2 separate regions of the Sus scrofa genome follow, and region 2 is linked to region 1. A link is a contact called in public promoter capture Hi-C data. All regions are on one chromosome and are shown on one strand. The core of a region is the stretch at or near the end of the contact, and the rest is flanking DNA. Distances in the headings are between cores, read along the strand shown.

Region 1 (7,234 bases), core at 2,417-4,916:
AAGCGGGGTGGAAGGAGGGGAGACTGGGATGTCCCCACCCACCTGTTTGGTTGTGTGAATTGGCAAAAGACACATACTCTAGGTGGGCACCCTCCCCCTCGCCCTGGCAAATGTCCTGGTATAGGATACAACCTGCACAACAGGCCGTGGCCACTCTGACCTTTGCTGCTTTGGGGAACCACAACTTGTCTTGCTTTGCTGACATGCCTTTGACCCAGGTCGCTCATCCTTTGAACAGCTAAGAGGCCCAGCTCTGCAGAAAGAGAGTCCAAACCCCAGCCCGGCGAGTGATCTCTGGGCATGTTGGTTAACCTCTCTGTGCCCTGGTTTTACAGCTGCAGGGAGTACCCACTTCTTTTTTTCTATTCCCCCCCCCCCTTTATTTTGGCTACACCTGAGGCATATGGAAGTTCCCAGGCCAGGGACTGAATCCGAGCCACAGCTGTCACCCCCGCCACAGCTGGGGCAACACCAGATTCTCAACCCACTGCGCCACAGCGGGAACTCCAGAGTACCCACTTCCGTAGCTGCTGTGAGTTAATGCAAGGGGTTTAAATCATCACCTTGTCCCCTGTCATGATCACTCGGGGACAGGGCTACTGTTTGAGCTGCTTCCGTAGCCATTTGGAGACATCCCCGTATCTGTTCCTGTTCCTGCCCTGAGAGGACACAGCCCGCTCTCCTTGTTTCACCTAAGAAGCGTTGATAGTGGGATACAGCACCGTGTAAATCCTGACTGAAGAGGTCTTGAGGATGCTAAGAAGTGTGGAAACAGCGGCCCCAATGCCAGGGCCACTGGCTGTACCCCTTCACTCTGGGCTCTCTCCCTGCCAGCTCTGAGCCCCTGCCCGCTGCCCCCTGACTCTCCAGAGGCAGTAGCTGTTACTACTGCACAGTCTGTGGATGGCTGCTGGGAACTGGCCTCAAAGCTGGCAATTAAAGGCAGCCTTTAATTTAAACCTCATTGGCTGGGAATGTCCATTTCATCTCTGAGCCCTTGGTCTGGGAGTTTTCTCAGTATCGACCAGCAGGCAGGGAGGGGCAGGTGGCCCATTGTTGGAGTGGCCTTTCCGGGCCCAGCAGGCCCAGCACAAGAGTTCTGGGCTTGTTCTCCAGGTCAGGCAGGAAGAGTTGCCCTGCCGCAGCCCCACCCAGCCCAGCCCAGCCCAGCTTTGGACACAGCAACACTCCTGGGTCTTCAGCCAGGTCATGACCCAGGAGGAGCTTGGGGGTGCCAGGACCCACACCACCATGTCCGGCGTGGCCCAAAGAGCTCTTGACAATGAAGGGACCCATGAGGACACAGGTTTGATTCCCTGGCCTCCCTTAACAGATTAAGGATCTGGTGTTGCCGTGAGCTGTGGTGTGGGTTGCAGACATGGCTCGGATTCCGTGTTGCTGTGGCCGTGGTGTAGGCTGACAGCTGCAGCTCAGATTCAGCCTCTTATCCTGGGAACCACCGTATGCCACGGGTACAGGTCTAAAAAAGACAAAAAAAGAGAAAAACACACAAAGACTTCAAATTCCTCACCATGATTTTAAGTCCGTTCATTCATCTGGGATTTCTTAAGCTTCTATCTTCTGCCAGACACTGCTTCAGAGACTAGTGATACAGCAGTGACCAAAACAAAGATTCCCGTACATCTTGGGCCAACATCCTTGGGAAGGAGACAGATGAGCAGGATAAGTAAACCAGTCATGCACTGTATTGAATGTGCTATAGACAAAAATGAAGCGGGAAGGTGTGGGGTGCTATTTATAAAACGGTGGTCAGGTGAGGTCTCACTAAGGGGGTGATACTTCCACCGATGTGCAGGAGAGGAGGCTATGATCCTGAGGGTCTAGTGTCGGGGCGAAGCGCAGTGGTAACAAGGCCTCGAGGCTGGACCCTTCCAGGTGTGTTGGAGGAACAGCCGGGAGGCCAGCAGTGTGGCAGGAGCTGGGAGAGCGAGGGGGGAGAATGGGAGAAGAGTTGGGAGAGGAGCTGGGGACCAGGCTGGGCAGGACATGGACGAACTGGTGAATTTGGCCGAAGCCCCAGGAGTCCCCATTGCTTCCAAAGCTGGGCGGGGCTGAGTCAAAGCAAGGAATCCTGCAGCCTTTCCTCCTGTCTTTGACTTCGTGGCGCCAAGGGATGGTTCTGAGCAGGGGAGGGAGGAGCTTGATTTGACTCAGGCTCCTTCTGGTTTCTTTGGAGAAAGAGAGGTGGGGAAGGGGGCATGTGGAGGACTTGAGAAATGTTGAGGAGGCTGGGACACTGGTCCAGGTGAAGACAAGGTGAGGGTGGACAGAACCAGGGTGTGGCCATGTGGGATGGGAGAAGTGGGTGAATTTTGTATATACTTGGAAGATGGATCTGACAGAATTTCCTGAACGACTGGATGTAGGGTGTGAAAACAAAGAGGAGCCAAGGATGACTGCAAGCTTTGTTGCCTGCACAGCTGAAAGGCCGGAGGCACCATTGACCAAGATGGGGATGGCTATGGGGTGACGAGGTTTGGGAGGAAGATCAGGAGCCCAACTCTGGGTACTTACACTTGAGACACCTATTATGTGTGAGTGTCATTTGTATTTATTTACTGTCGTGTCCCCCATACACTTGAGAACTTGGCGCACTTACCATGCTCAGCACCTTATCACCAGCATCCAAGAAGAGTTCCTGGAATACAACAGAGGCTCAATAAATGCTTTTTGAATGAGTGAAGTAAACACGTCCAAAAAATCCTCCACTTTCCCAGTCAGCCAGTATCCATTCGGAGCTACCATGTCCATTTTGTGAATTCTTCAAGAGTTTGTTTAATTGTCCTCCTTGTTCATAAAGCCAACTCTGCCAGTTTCCGTTGTGGCTCAGCAGGGCGTAAATCCAAATCCGACTGGTATCCATGAGGATGCAGGTTCCATCCCTGGTTTCTCTCAGAGGGTTAAGGATCGTGGGTTGCTATGGCTGTTGCATAAGCTGGCAGGTGTAGCTCTGATTTGATTCCTAGCTCAGGAACTTATATATGCCACAGGTGTTGCCCTGAAAAGCAAAGGCAAAAAATAAAAAAATAAATGAAGTCAATCCTGACTACTTCATTTCCATTCTAGTTCTGTTTGATTTTTCTTCATAGCACATATCCCCTTGGAATATATACATACGCTATGTACTTTTTTTCCCCCCGCATCTGTGGCATGTGGAAATTCCTGGGCAAGGGATGGAAAATGAGCCACAGCTGGGGCCGATGCCACAGCTGGGGCAACGCTGGATTCTTAACACGCTGCACCACAGCAGCAACTCCAATACACTGTTTCCTAAAATTGTGTTTTTTTCCTTTCACTAGACGGTTGTTTCATGAGGGCAGACAGTTTTGTCTATCTTATTTAGTGTTGATGCGTAAAACATGGTCTGGCACATAGTAGGCGCTTAATATTTGTTGAATTTCTGGCGCCGAAAGGGAATACACTCCACGCCAGAGCCCAATGGCCAGACCCGCCGGCCGAATCCTTCGCTCTCTGGGCCCGCCCACACGTAGAGGCCGCGCGCGCGCGCGCGCGCGCGAGGAGGCGAAGCTCGTCCACGAGCCGAAGGGCGGCGGGGAAGTGGACTCTGCGCAGGCTCAGAGCTTCCCGAGGCGGGGTCTTAGGGCCTTTCTCGTTAGGAAGCGCGCGCGCGCGCGCGCGGGAGGGCGGCGGCGGCGGCGGCGGCGGAGGCGCGGTGCGCAAGCGCAGCGGGCAGTGCGCAGGCGCTAGCGCAGGGCGGGCTGAAGCAGCTGAAGCAGCGGCGGCGGCGGCGGCGGCGGAGGCTCGGGCAGAGGGGCGGGAGCAGAGGCGGGAGCGGACGGGCTCGGGAGAGGCGGCGGAATGGTGGACTACCACGCGGCGAACCAGTCGTACCAGTACGGCCCCAGCAGCGGGAGCAATGGCGCCGGCGGCGGCGGTAGCATGGGCGACTACATGGCCCAGGAGGACGACTGGGACCGGGACCTGCTGCTGGACCCGGCCTGGGAGAAGCAGCAACGCAAGGTGCGCGGCCCGCGGGCCGGACGGGCTGGAGGGGGGCTTCCGAGGGAGGCTGGGCGCCGGGAAGGGGTTGGGAGTCCTGAGATGGGAGTGGAGGGTCTGTGATGAGAACCGGGCGTCGTGAGAAGGAATCGGTGGATCTGAGAAGGTGTTTGGGGTCCTGAAAAGGAGTTGCAGAACTTGAGCAAGGAATTGGGAGTCTGAAAAAATCATTGGCGGCCGAGGAGAGAATATGGAAATCTAAAACATGGAATCAGGGAGTCTGTGAAGGAATTAGGCGGGTCGAGGTGGGGAATTGGAGGAAACCAGCGAGATGATTGGAGACTCTAAAATGGAATTGGGTCTGAGGCGGGATCGAAGGCTCGGGTTGGATTGGGGTTGCTGAGAGAGGAACGGGGGGTCTGGAATTTGGGGGTCGGGGCAGTCTGAGGAGGAGCTCGAGTGTGCAGGGGGTTGTTTGGCTCGCAGAGTCCTCTGAAGAGGATAGGATTGTGGGAGCCCCAGGCTGGGGAACTTCTAAAGGGGGTGAGGATTCTGGAAGTCTGAAGATGGGGTTGGGGGGTACTCAGGAGGGGATTGTGGAGTGGGAAGGGTGGTGGAAGGACAGGGGAGATAAAAGCAGAGGGGCTAAGGAAAGAAGTGACTGTGAAAAGACCCGGGGCTTAGGATGTGGGGATGGGGAGGGTGGCGAATGAGGTCTGGAACGGGGGTCCGAAGGGACCTGTGAATGAGAAGTCTTGCAGGGGGTGAGATTTACTGGGGGTGCCCCGTTTTAAGGGGAAGAGGAGAAGACTGGACAAGAGAAGGCATGAAAGGAATTGATGAGGCTAAAGGCCTCATCGATGAGAGGCCCAAGGGAGATAGGGAGAGTATTTGGAGCGTTTTGAGGAGGGGAGCCGAAGAATTGCTGGAACGTCCACAAAGGCTCCGCCAAGGGTTGGCGGCGCCTGAGGCCAAGCAAGGTAGCCTGGAAAAGGTGAGGATGGAGGGAGGGAAGGGGCAGAATGGCGGAGAGTGGGAGGGAGGTTGGCGGGGTAATGAAAGTCTCATTAGGAAGGGAGTGTGTGATGGATAGACTGAGAGAGGAATTTGGGGGTGGGGGCGTCTGGAGATGCCGTCCCGGGACCGGAGAGTGTGTGTGTGTCCTGAAGGGAGAATGCGTTGTCTGGGGAGGAAGAGGTGAGAGTAGCTGCAAGAATTGTCCCGTGGGGGTGGGGGGGTGGGGCAAAGAGGTCTTTCTAAAGCAGGGCCTGTTTTCAGGTGGCATGTTGGGGTGTGGAAGCAATTTAGGGGAGACCCACAGTGAGGAAAGGGAGATCAAAAGGAGTGGGAGGCCCAGAGAAGGTAGCTTGTGTGTGTGTGTGTGTGGGTAAAATCTCAGGTGGTTGAGAGCGGGGAGCCTGATAGAAGAGAGGGTTTGAGTGTGTGCAGGAAGAGCTAAAGAAAGGAGGGTGTTGAGTAGGTGGGTGTGTTGGGAGGGGGTGTTTAAAGTGTTGTGTGTGCAGAGGGTGGGAGGTACTTGCAGTTAGGTTCTGGAGATCGGAATTTTCCTTCCAGATTTGTTACCAACTCTGTGGCCTTGGGCAAGACCCTTGGTCTCAGTGCAGTTCTGTCACCTGCGAAATGAGGCGGGGTCGAAGGGGTCCCTTCTGTGACTCTAGGAAGAGAGATGTGTATGGTGTGGGACTTGAGGGTGGCTTTGGTGGAGCTTTCTCAGGAACGTGGGGGCGGACTCAAAGCAAGGGGTGCGAGTGGTGAGTGTGGCTGGAAGCCTCTTGAGGGTATGAGTTGGTGCTTTGGGGGCTCCCAGCGGGCAGCCCAGGCTGGAGGGGAAAGGGTGAAAAGAGCAGCTGTTCCAGGCAGCCCGGGGTGGGGCCTGGCATAACCTTGGGTAAATTACCAACCTCTGCTTGAATTTCCTCCTCTGTAGTTGGGGGGTGGTGGGTTGGCTGTGGCGTCCTTATCTGTTGCCCCACCTACCTCTGGGTGGGCAGATGGAGATAATCTGACATAAAAATGCTTTTTGAGGGGAGAGCCCTAGTCTGCAGACTCAGCAGTGTGTTGCCGGAGGCAGTGCTGGGTTGGAAAAGGTTAAGAGTTGCCAGGAGACTTGGAAAGTTGGGAGGGGAGCCTGCGGCTACCGGGTTGTTTGTGAGGTCTGGGCTCTGCCTTCTCCAGCTGCACGTGCTTGGGGAGAAGGAGCCTTGGAACCTTTTACTCAGGTGATGGGAGTGGGCACCTGCCTTTCCCCTCCCTTCCCGTCTCTACCACTCCCAAAGGTGCTCCCTTTGCTAGCTCACTTCCACTCCTTTGGGAGTTGTTAGGGTGTGTGCTTCTTCGTACCCATAGTCTCCCTTGCATGCTGGGCGAGGCTGAGGCACCCACCATTCCGGCCTGGGCGGGAACCAGGACTCACCGGAACCCCTAGGCCTCGCTGCTGTGTGTCAGCTCCCTTCCTCAAGCACTGGGCAAGGTTGAGGGAAAGGGTGGCTCACAGCCCCTCTGATACCAGCTGCTTTAGATTCTGAGTCTGGCGTGTCCTGCTTCATACGTCTGGGTATTTACACACAGCTATACTTTGGGGGGGATGTCGCTTCACTGCTGTGCACCCACCTATGATGGGGTAGGAAGCCTTTTGAAACGGGAGAAGGGGTAATGGAAAGAAATATATACACACGTTTGTGCTGTTCTTTTTCTTCTAAGAGGAACCCTCCACCCCTCCCCCGGACTGGATTTTTCTGAGCTGCAACGTCACCCATTGCCCTTCTTGTCTCTCCAAGGCTGAGCCACTGTCACAGGGAGAGTGACAGTCCTATGACTGTTCTTTGCACACTCTCATTCTCTAAAAAAATCTGTAGGCCTTTAAAGCAAGTAGAATCGAATTCTTCTAGGAATCAGGCAAGGTTTAGCCCAAGTCAGAGGGTGTATGTGGTTCCTGGTGGTTCTCACTTCTACCTTCAGCCCTTCTAGGGTCGCCTTCTAGGGACCCTTGTAAGGGAGGCATTGCCTGATTAGTAGATTATGCAACACTTCTGATATGGGAAGCCTCCAAGTGTTGTGAGGGGTAGGGGGAGGGACTGGCCTGGCCTCGCGGGCAAATTCTTGAGCAATTATAGCTCTGGGCCATAGTTCCCTCTCCCTGTTTCTGAAAGGGGTCTGGGTAGCCTTGCCACCCTCCCTGCCCTCCTGGACAGGTGAGGTCACTTGACAGCTGCTCCAGAACTTTGTCACAGCA
Region 2 (7,234 bases), core at 2,736-5,235, 510 kb after region 1:
GACGGTCAATTCTCAACCTTGATCTGCTGTGCCCTGTCAGCCACATCCGACACCACCCATCGCTCCCTATGCCCCCAAACGCTTTCTCCCGTTGGCTTCCAGGCCAGCACTCTGGCCTGGTTTTCCTCTGGCTCTCCTGGCCGCTCCTTCTCAGCCTCCTTTTAACCACTGAGGGGCCCAGGGCTCAGGCTTTTGTCCCTTTCTCTCTCCCATCCACTTTCCCCTCTTCCTGAGTGCATCAGTCTCTTGGTGGTCAAAGGGGATAGCCTAGAATTTCTTCAGCCGGGGCCTCTCCCTGAACTCTAGGCTCTTATAGCCAGCTGCCTGCATGACTTCTCCATAAGGATGTCTTATTCAGTTGTTTATTATTTATTTTACATTAATTTATTGAAGTGTAGCTGATTCACAATGTTGTGTTAGTTTCTGCTGTACAGCACAATGACTTAGTTATACATATATATACATACTTTTTCATATTCTTTTTCATATACTTTTCCATTATGGTTTATTAGAGGATATTGACTATAGTTCCCTGTGCTATTATGGTAGGACCGTATTGTTTATCTCCATCTGGATATATATATTTTTTTTTTTTTGGTCTTTTTAGAGCCACTCCCTAAAATTTTCCAGGCTAGGGGTCGAATCAGAGCTGCAGCTGCCAGCCTATCCCACAGCCACAGCAAGGCCAGATCCTCTGAGCTATGTCTGTGATTTACACCACAGCTCACAGCAACGCCAGATCCTTAACCCACTGAGCGAGGCCATGGATTGAAACCATGACCTCGTGGATGCTAGTCGGGTTCGTTACCACTGAGCCACAACAGGAATTCCTCCATCTGAGTGTCTTAGAGGCATCCTTGAATCACTTCTTTCCTCTGTCAAAGTACCTCAGAATTTGTCTGCTCTGAACTTCAAAATATAAGCAGAACCAGCCCACCTCTCCTCCACAGCCCACATTCTGGTCCTGCCACCTTCAACCCTTGCTTGAACTCTCACAGCAGCTTCTCCCTGTTTCCCTGCTCCCACGCCACTCCCTGCACTCTTTTTTTTTTTTTTTTCTTGCCACTGGGCCAAAGATCAAAATTGCAACACAGCAGCAACCCAAGCCACTGCAGTAACAAAACCAGATCCTTAACACGCTGCACCACATAACTTCCCAACGCTCTATTCTTCACAGAGACTAGACCCTAATAAAAGAGGTCCTAACAAAACCCAAGTCAGATGACATACCCGCTCTCTCGAAGCCGTCTTATAGTTCCCATATTATTTGGGTAAAAGCAAAAGCCCTTATAGCAGCCTTTAAAGCTCCACATTACCTGCCACCACCCCTCCTCATGACCTCTTGGATCCTGTCTCTCAGTATTGTGCTTTGTCCACTCCTCTCCGTCCACACCAGCCTGTTTGTGGCTCTGCAAATGATCCCGCCACCAGGCCTTTGCACTTGCTGGTTCCTCTTTCTGGAACCCTCTTTCCTTCATGGCTTACCCCTTCCGCCCTTCAGATTTCTGTTCAACTGACCTTTGATCAAAGATGCCTTTCTCCACCTAAAATATCGCTGACCTCATCACTCCATCCCCTTAGCTGGCTTTGTTGTTCTCCATAGTACTTATCACCAAGTTACACTGTAAATATTTATCATTCTTTTCTGTCCAAGTAGAATGTAAGCTTCATGAAGACAAGAGATTTTTGCCCATCTTTTTCACTGTTGAATTTTTAGCACTTTGAACAGTGCCTGGCACATGTAAGGTACTCAAGAAATATATATACCAAAGTATAAAAGTGGAGGAGTTCACATCATGGCGCAGCGGAAACAAACCCAACGAGGAACCATGAGGTTGCGGGTTTGATTCTTGGCCTTGCTCAGTGGGTTAAGGATCTGGTGTTGCTGTGGCATAGGTCATAGACTCAGCTCAGACCTGACGTTGCTATGACTGTGGTGTAGGCCAGCGGCTACAGCTCCGATTGGACCCCTAGTCTGGGAACCTCTGTATGCCCCAAGTGTGGCCCTAGAAAGACAAAAAGACCAAAAAAAAAAAAAAAGGTATAAAAGTATGTGTATCTACTTTTTTAATGGCCGCACCCATGGCATATGGAAGTTCCCAGGCCAGTGATTGAAACTAAGCTGCAGCTGCAACTCAGCTGCTGCAACCAGGTTCTTAACCTACTGTGTCACAGTGGAAACTCTCAAGAAATATCAGTGAATGAATAAATGAACTAGCGTCCTTGGAGCATAACCATTCCATATGAGGTGAAAGTTGTTTAAATGAAAGGTGTAGTGTCTGGGGTTTGTGATATCCCCACACCCATGGCCTTTCCTGATCATGTCTAAGATGACATGGCCTCTCTCTCTGTGGCTGCTTCTTCTCAATCTTTGTCGAGTGTCAATTCCTTTACTCCAACCTTACATGTCTCCCCTCCTAAAGGTTCTGTCTGGTCCTTGTCTCCATTCATCCTTCCAAACCTTCCCCAAGCTAGGTCACTAACTCCCACAGCTTCAATAACAATCTTTTTTTTTTTTTTTTTGCCACACCTGCAGCATATCGAAGTTCCCCAGTTAGGAATTGAATTCAAGCCGCAGCTGCAACCTATATTACAGCTGCAGCCATACCGGATCCTTAGCCCACTGTGCCATGTGGGAACTCCTAATTACCATCTTTGCTTATCCTCAAATCCTGATTTCCAACCCCAATTCCTCTCTTAAGCACTAGATCCAGGGGTTATGCAGCCTCCTGGACTCCAATGCTAGGTGGCCCACACTGGGCTCAGTACCTTCCAAACCTGCTTCTCCTCTGGGTCTCCTTCTCAGGGAAGGCCCCCAAACCCCCTAGTTTTCCAGCCAGAAGGCCTTGTCTTGGATTCCTCCCTCCCTCCCCCTCCGGGGCCAACCAGTCCCAGGGCAGCTTCACGGGCCTCCTGGGCGTCCATCCCTCCCACCAATGCCCCCTTCCCTTCCCATAGTCCCACCCTAGTGCAAACGCCCCTCTCCCACCACAGCTGCTTCCCTGGACTAATGGCTCCAGTTCTATTCCCTCCAATCCATCCTCCATATAGAAGCCGGGAACACCTTTCCAAACCCCCACCGATTCTCCTTGGCTTGAAGCCCTGCCATGGCTTCTCAGTGCCCTGGGGACGAGTCTCAACTCTCTCAAGTGGCCAAAGTTCTGGCCGTGACTCATTTCCCTTCACTCCTTGCCTTAAATTCTACTTTCCACTCCGAATACATTTCTTTGAGTTCCTCTACCAACCATGGTCACCTGGAAGCCTTCTGAGGGCCCCCACTCTGGTTAGTTGACACCGGTCCAGGACAGTGTGTGAAATAAAAAGGTTACAACAGTCAGAGCAACAACCCCCATTTACTGATGGTCTGCTTGGTGTCCAGCACTTTATATATGTATCGTCTCTTTCGATCCTAATCCCATTTGAGAGACAAGGCAACAGACGCAGAGAAGGGTTTGGTGAGAGAGCTGAGACTCCTACAGCCCGAGCGCCGACCCGCAACCTGGAGGGTCAGGGCACAACCGGGCCCAGGCCTAGAGCAGGGAGCGCTGGCGGGGTGCGCTGGCGGGACGCGCCACCAGTCCTTGAACGCCAGAATCAGGAATTGTGACTTATGTCGCGGCCGGTGAGGTAGACCGGCACGAGACTGCCCCCTGCGGGCCTGGAGGCCCAATCCCAGACTCCGCCGGGCCCGTTGCCCATAGCAACGCCGCGCGCGCCCCGCCCCTTCCCCGCCCGCCAGCCGACTGCCCGTCAGTCGCGCAGCCGACCAATCCCACAGAGCAGGGGGCGGGTCTTGTGGGCCTCGTTCCACCTCCGTGGCCCCCCTCTCCACCGCGACCCCGCCTTTCTCCGCGCACACCTCCCGCCCTTCGGGCTGCCCTCGCCGCCCATTGGTGGGTGCGCTGTTCATCACCTTGGCATCAGCTAATGCGGGCGCGCTGCGGTCCCTGGGCGGGGCCAGGGGCGGTGACGCACGGCGCGGTGACGCAGCGCGACGGCGGCGGCGGCGGCGGCGGCGGCGGTGGTCGGTGCGGGAGGAGGGAGGGGAGCTCGCGGGCTGGAGAGGGGGCGACGGCGGTGGCGGCGGCCTGAGGAGGCCTGGACGGCGGCGGCGGCGGCGGCAGAGGCCGAGGCGGTGAGTGGCCGGCAGGGCCGGGCGGACGCGAGGCGGCGGCGGGTCGGGGCGCGCGGGGCTCACCTCGGGGCGCCCCAGGCCGCGCGGGCGGCCCCGCCCCCTCAGGGACCCCGGGCGGTGGCGGGCGCGGAGTGCGGGCCTCGGGACTCCCGGCCCTCGAGAGAATCCCCCACACCGGTCTCCTGAGTCGCCCGCACAGGCCGCTTCTCGAGCTCTCTCCGAAATTCTCGCTCCTCGGGGTGGTCGGGGGGCCCGGCCCGCAGCCCTTTCTCGTGACCCCCCCAGGTTTACCTCCGACACCTCCCTGGCGGGCACGCCCACAGATCCCCGGAGTCTGCCCCAACTCCTCCATTCCCCTCCCACGAGGCGAAAGACCTCGAGAGACCACCTCTGGTATTTCTACGTCTGCTCCAGACCCCGTCATACGCCTCAAAAATCTTCCTCAGAGGACCCCCCCCCCCGTGGCCCCAGATCCCCCATCCTCCTCCCGTGACCAAAAATATTTCCCCGAAGCCACTCATGTACCAACAATATGTGTCATATATCGTCTCTAGGAGCCTCCCTTATAAGCCCTAAACATCTCTTTCAGAGACTCCCCGAAATCCCCTCCAGACCCCGTACATTCCAGAAATCTCCCCCAGCGACCTACTTAGCATGTCCCAACAATCTCCCCCAGATTTCCTTCTCACACATCCCAAGAATTTTCTCTCCCACCTACCCCCATACCAGAAATCACCTTGGAGATTTTCCACTCAGAGCCCCAAAATCTCAGAGCCCCTCCCCCCTGGAATCCTCCAGAATGCCCTTGATAGCCCCTGAGAATCTTCCTCAGAGACTCTTGGATCCCCACAGCTCACCTGGAGGTCCCGTGTCCGGTGACTTCCCCCCCCACCCCCGCGTTTCCGCAACATCCACCTCCCATTTACGCTCCCCCCCTCACATATCCCAGAAGTCATCCATACCTTTGGACCCTTCCACAGACCCCCAAAATTTCTTCTAAAGACCTCCTCATGTACCCCAAATCCCACCACCCTGAAATGCCCTGGAGATGACCCTCACGCCTCCCTAAAATCTTCCCCTGATGACTACCTCAGACCAAAATTCTCCTTCAGAGATGCCCTGAAATCTGCAGAGAATTCTCTTCTCATATTCCACAAGCCTCTTCCAGAACCTCTTTTTTGTATCCCGAATCTTTCCCAGTAACCCACGCGAAATATTCCATAAATTGCTTCTTCAGGATTCCAACAGTTTTCCTCATAGTTTCTCTTTGAAATTTTATAGAACCACCCCCCCCTTAGATAACCTTTCAAAAATCTCTCCTATATGAACTTTTTTCAAATAAGCTAAAAATCCTTCTCATAACCCCCCCCCAAAATCCTAAGACCTTCTCTTCACGACCTCTCTGAGATAGTTTTTCAGGACCTCCTCATATCTTCTCAGAGACCCCAGCGACACCCTCGAGTCTGAGGTATGCCCTTGAAATCCTTCCCAAGACCTCTCCAGCACCTCCCAGAACCCCTTCAGTCTCCACTCAGAGACCTCCTGCCTTACTAAGAGACTTCCTGCATAATTCCCTTCCTGAAAACGCTCCCTGGGTTTCCCTCAAATCCTCTAGAACCCTCTGTAGAAGACCCCCCCACTCAGTCTTCCTTCAAGATAACACTGAGCTCCTTTTTTAGAAAGTCCCAGAATTCTTTCTGAAAAACCCTCTGCCCTGATAGTCCCACAGTCCCCTCAGAAGACCCACCGTCCTCATACATTCTTTTGAGGATTTTACTCAGAGATTTCTTTTCTTAGTTCTCTGAATTGTTCCTAAAAAGATCTGTTGTCATCCTGATTCAGTAAATCTAAGATCTCCACGGAAGACCACACCTCCCCAGACATCCTTTAGAGAATTTTCTCCAAAACTGCTGTACATCAGTAACCCCAGCACTTTGGAGTTCCTGTCCTGACGCAGCGGAAACGAATCTGACTAGTATCCATGAGGATGCAGGTTCGATCCCTGGCCTTGCTCAGTCAGTTAAGGATCTGGCATTGCTGTGAGAAGTGGTGTATGTCGCAGACGCGGCTTGGATCCGGATTTGCTGTGGTGTAGGCCAGCAGCTGTAGCTCTGATTTGACCCCTAGCCTGGGAACCTCCATATGCCTTGGGTGCGGCCCTAAAAAGAAAAAAAATATAAAAAACATGCCCCCAGCACTTTGTGAGACTTCCTCTGAACTCTCCAGATTCTCCCTCTCATATCCCCAAGAAACCTTATTCTGGGTCCTTTTAGAACCCCCATTTACACCCTCTCATGTCCTCCATTCTCGTCTAAAATCAGCTTAGCAGTCCTTCTTAGATATGAGCTTCCTTACCCCATTACCCCATCATAGGCCTCCAACATCCTCCAGACTCCCCCTGTCAAGAGCTCTATGTCCCCTTTTATTAAAAAGATTCTTGAAGTTGCCGACATGGCTCAGTGGTTAATGAATCCGACTAGGAACCATGAGGTTGCGGGTTCGATCCCTGGCCTTGCTCAGTGGGTTAAGGATTCGGCATTGCTGTGAGCTGTGGTGTAGGTTGCAGACGCGACTTGGATCCTATGTTGCTGTGGCTCTGGCGTAGGCTGGTGACTACAGCTCCAATTAGACCCCTAGCCTGGAAACCTCCATATGCCACGGGAGCGGCCCTAGAAAAGGCAAAAAGACCAAAAAAAAAGAAAAGATTCTCAAGAGATATCCTCACTCCTGGAAATCCCAACCCTCAGAGATCTTTCAGACCATTTTTTTTTAGGTTCCGTCTTTGTAGATTTTCCCTTCAGAGACCCTTAGCACACTCCTTAGACTCTTCTTAACGACTCTCCCTGTTTTCCTTTCAGAAGCCTTTTCTTTCCCCTTTGAGGGCCTCCTCATGAAAGAATTCCTCTCCCCTATAGTAGTGGTTCTCAAAGTGTTGTCCTTGACCAGCAACATAAGTATCACCTGGGAACTTGTTAGAAATGCAAATTCTTGGGTCCGACCAAGACTTACTGAATGAAAAAAACCTGGGAGTAAGGCCCAGCTGTCTGTTTTTAGGAACCTTCCTGGTGATTCTGATGCATGCTCAAGTTTGAGAACCAC

What was found. Promoter capture Hi-C pulls out the DNA fragments that hold promoters and counts their contacts.
Region 2: a promoter capture Hi-C map of liver shows a contact between it and region 1, with 2.5 times the contacts expected there. The contact joins the promoter of SAMD4B here to the promoter of ACTN4 in region 1. A contact is called at or near these places in 1 of 5 promoter capture datasets (liver) and 1 of 2 datasets of contacts at active chromatin or transcription factors (alveolar macrophages).

What each region holds. Positions count from the first base shown.
Region 1 is chr6:47,490,168-47,497,401 of Sscrofa11.1, forward strand. ACTN4 (alpha-actinin-4) reads left to right here and starts at 3,667. Exons shown (of 21, transcript XM_003355883.4): 1 at 3,667-4,002. The coding sequence starts at 3,841.
Region 2 is chr6:47,998,741-48,005,974 of Sscrofa11.1, forward strand. It overlaps SAMD4B (protein Smaug homolog 2), which reads left to right and starts at 3,986. Exons shown (of 13, transcript XM_021094367.1): 1 at 3,986-4,135.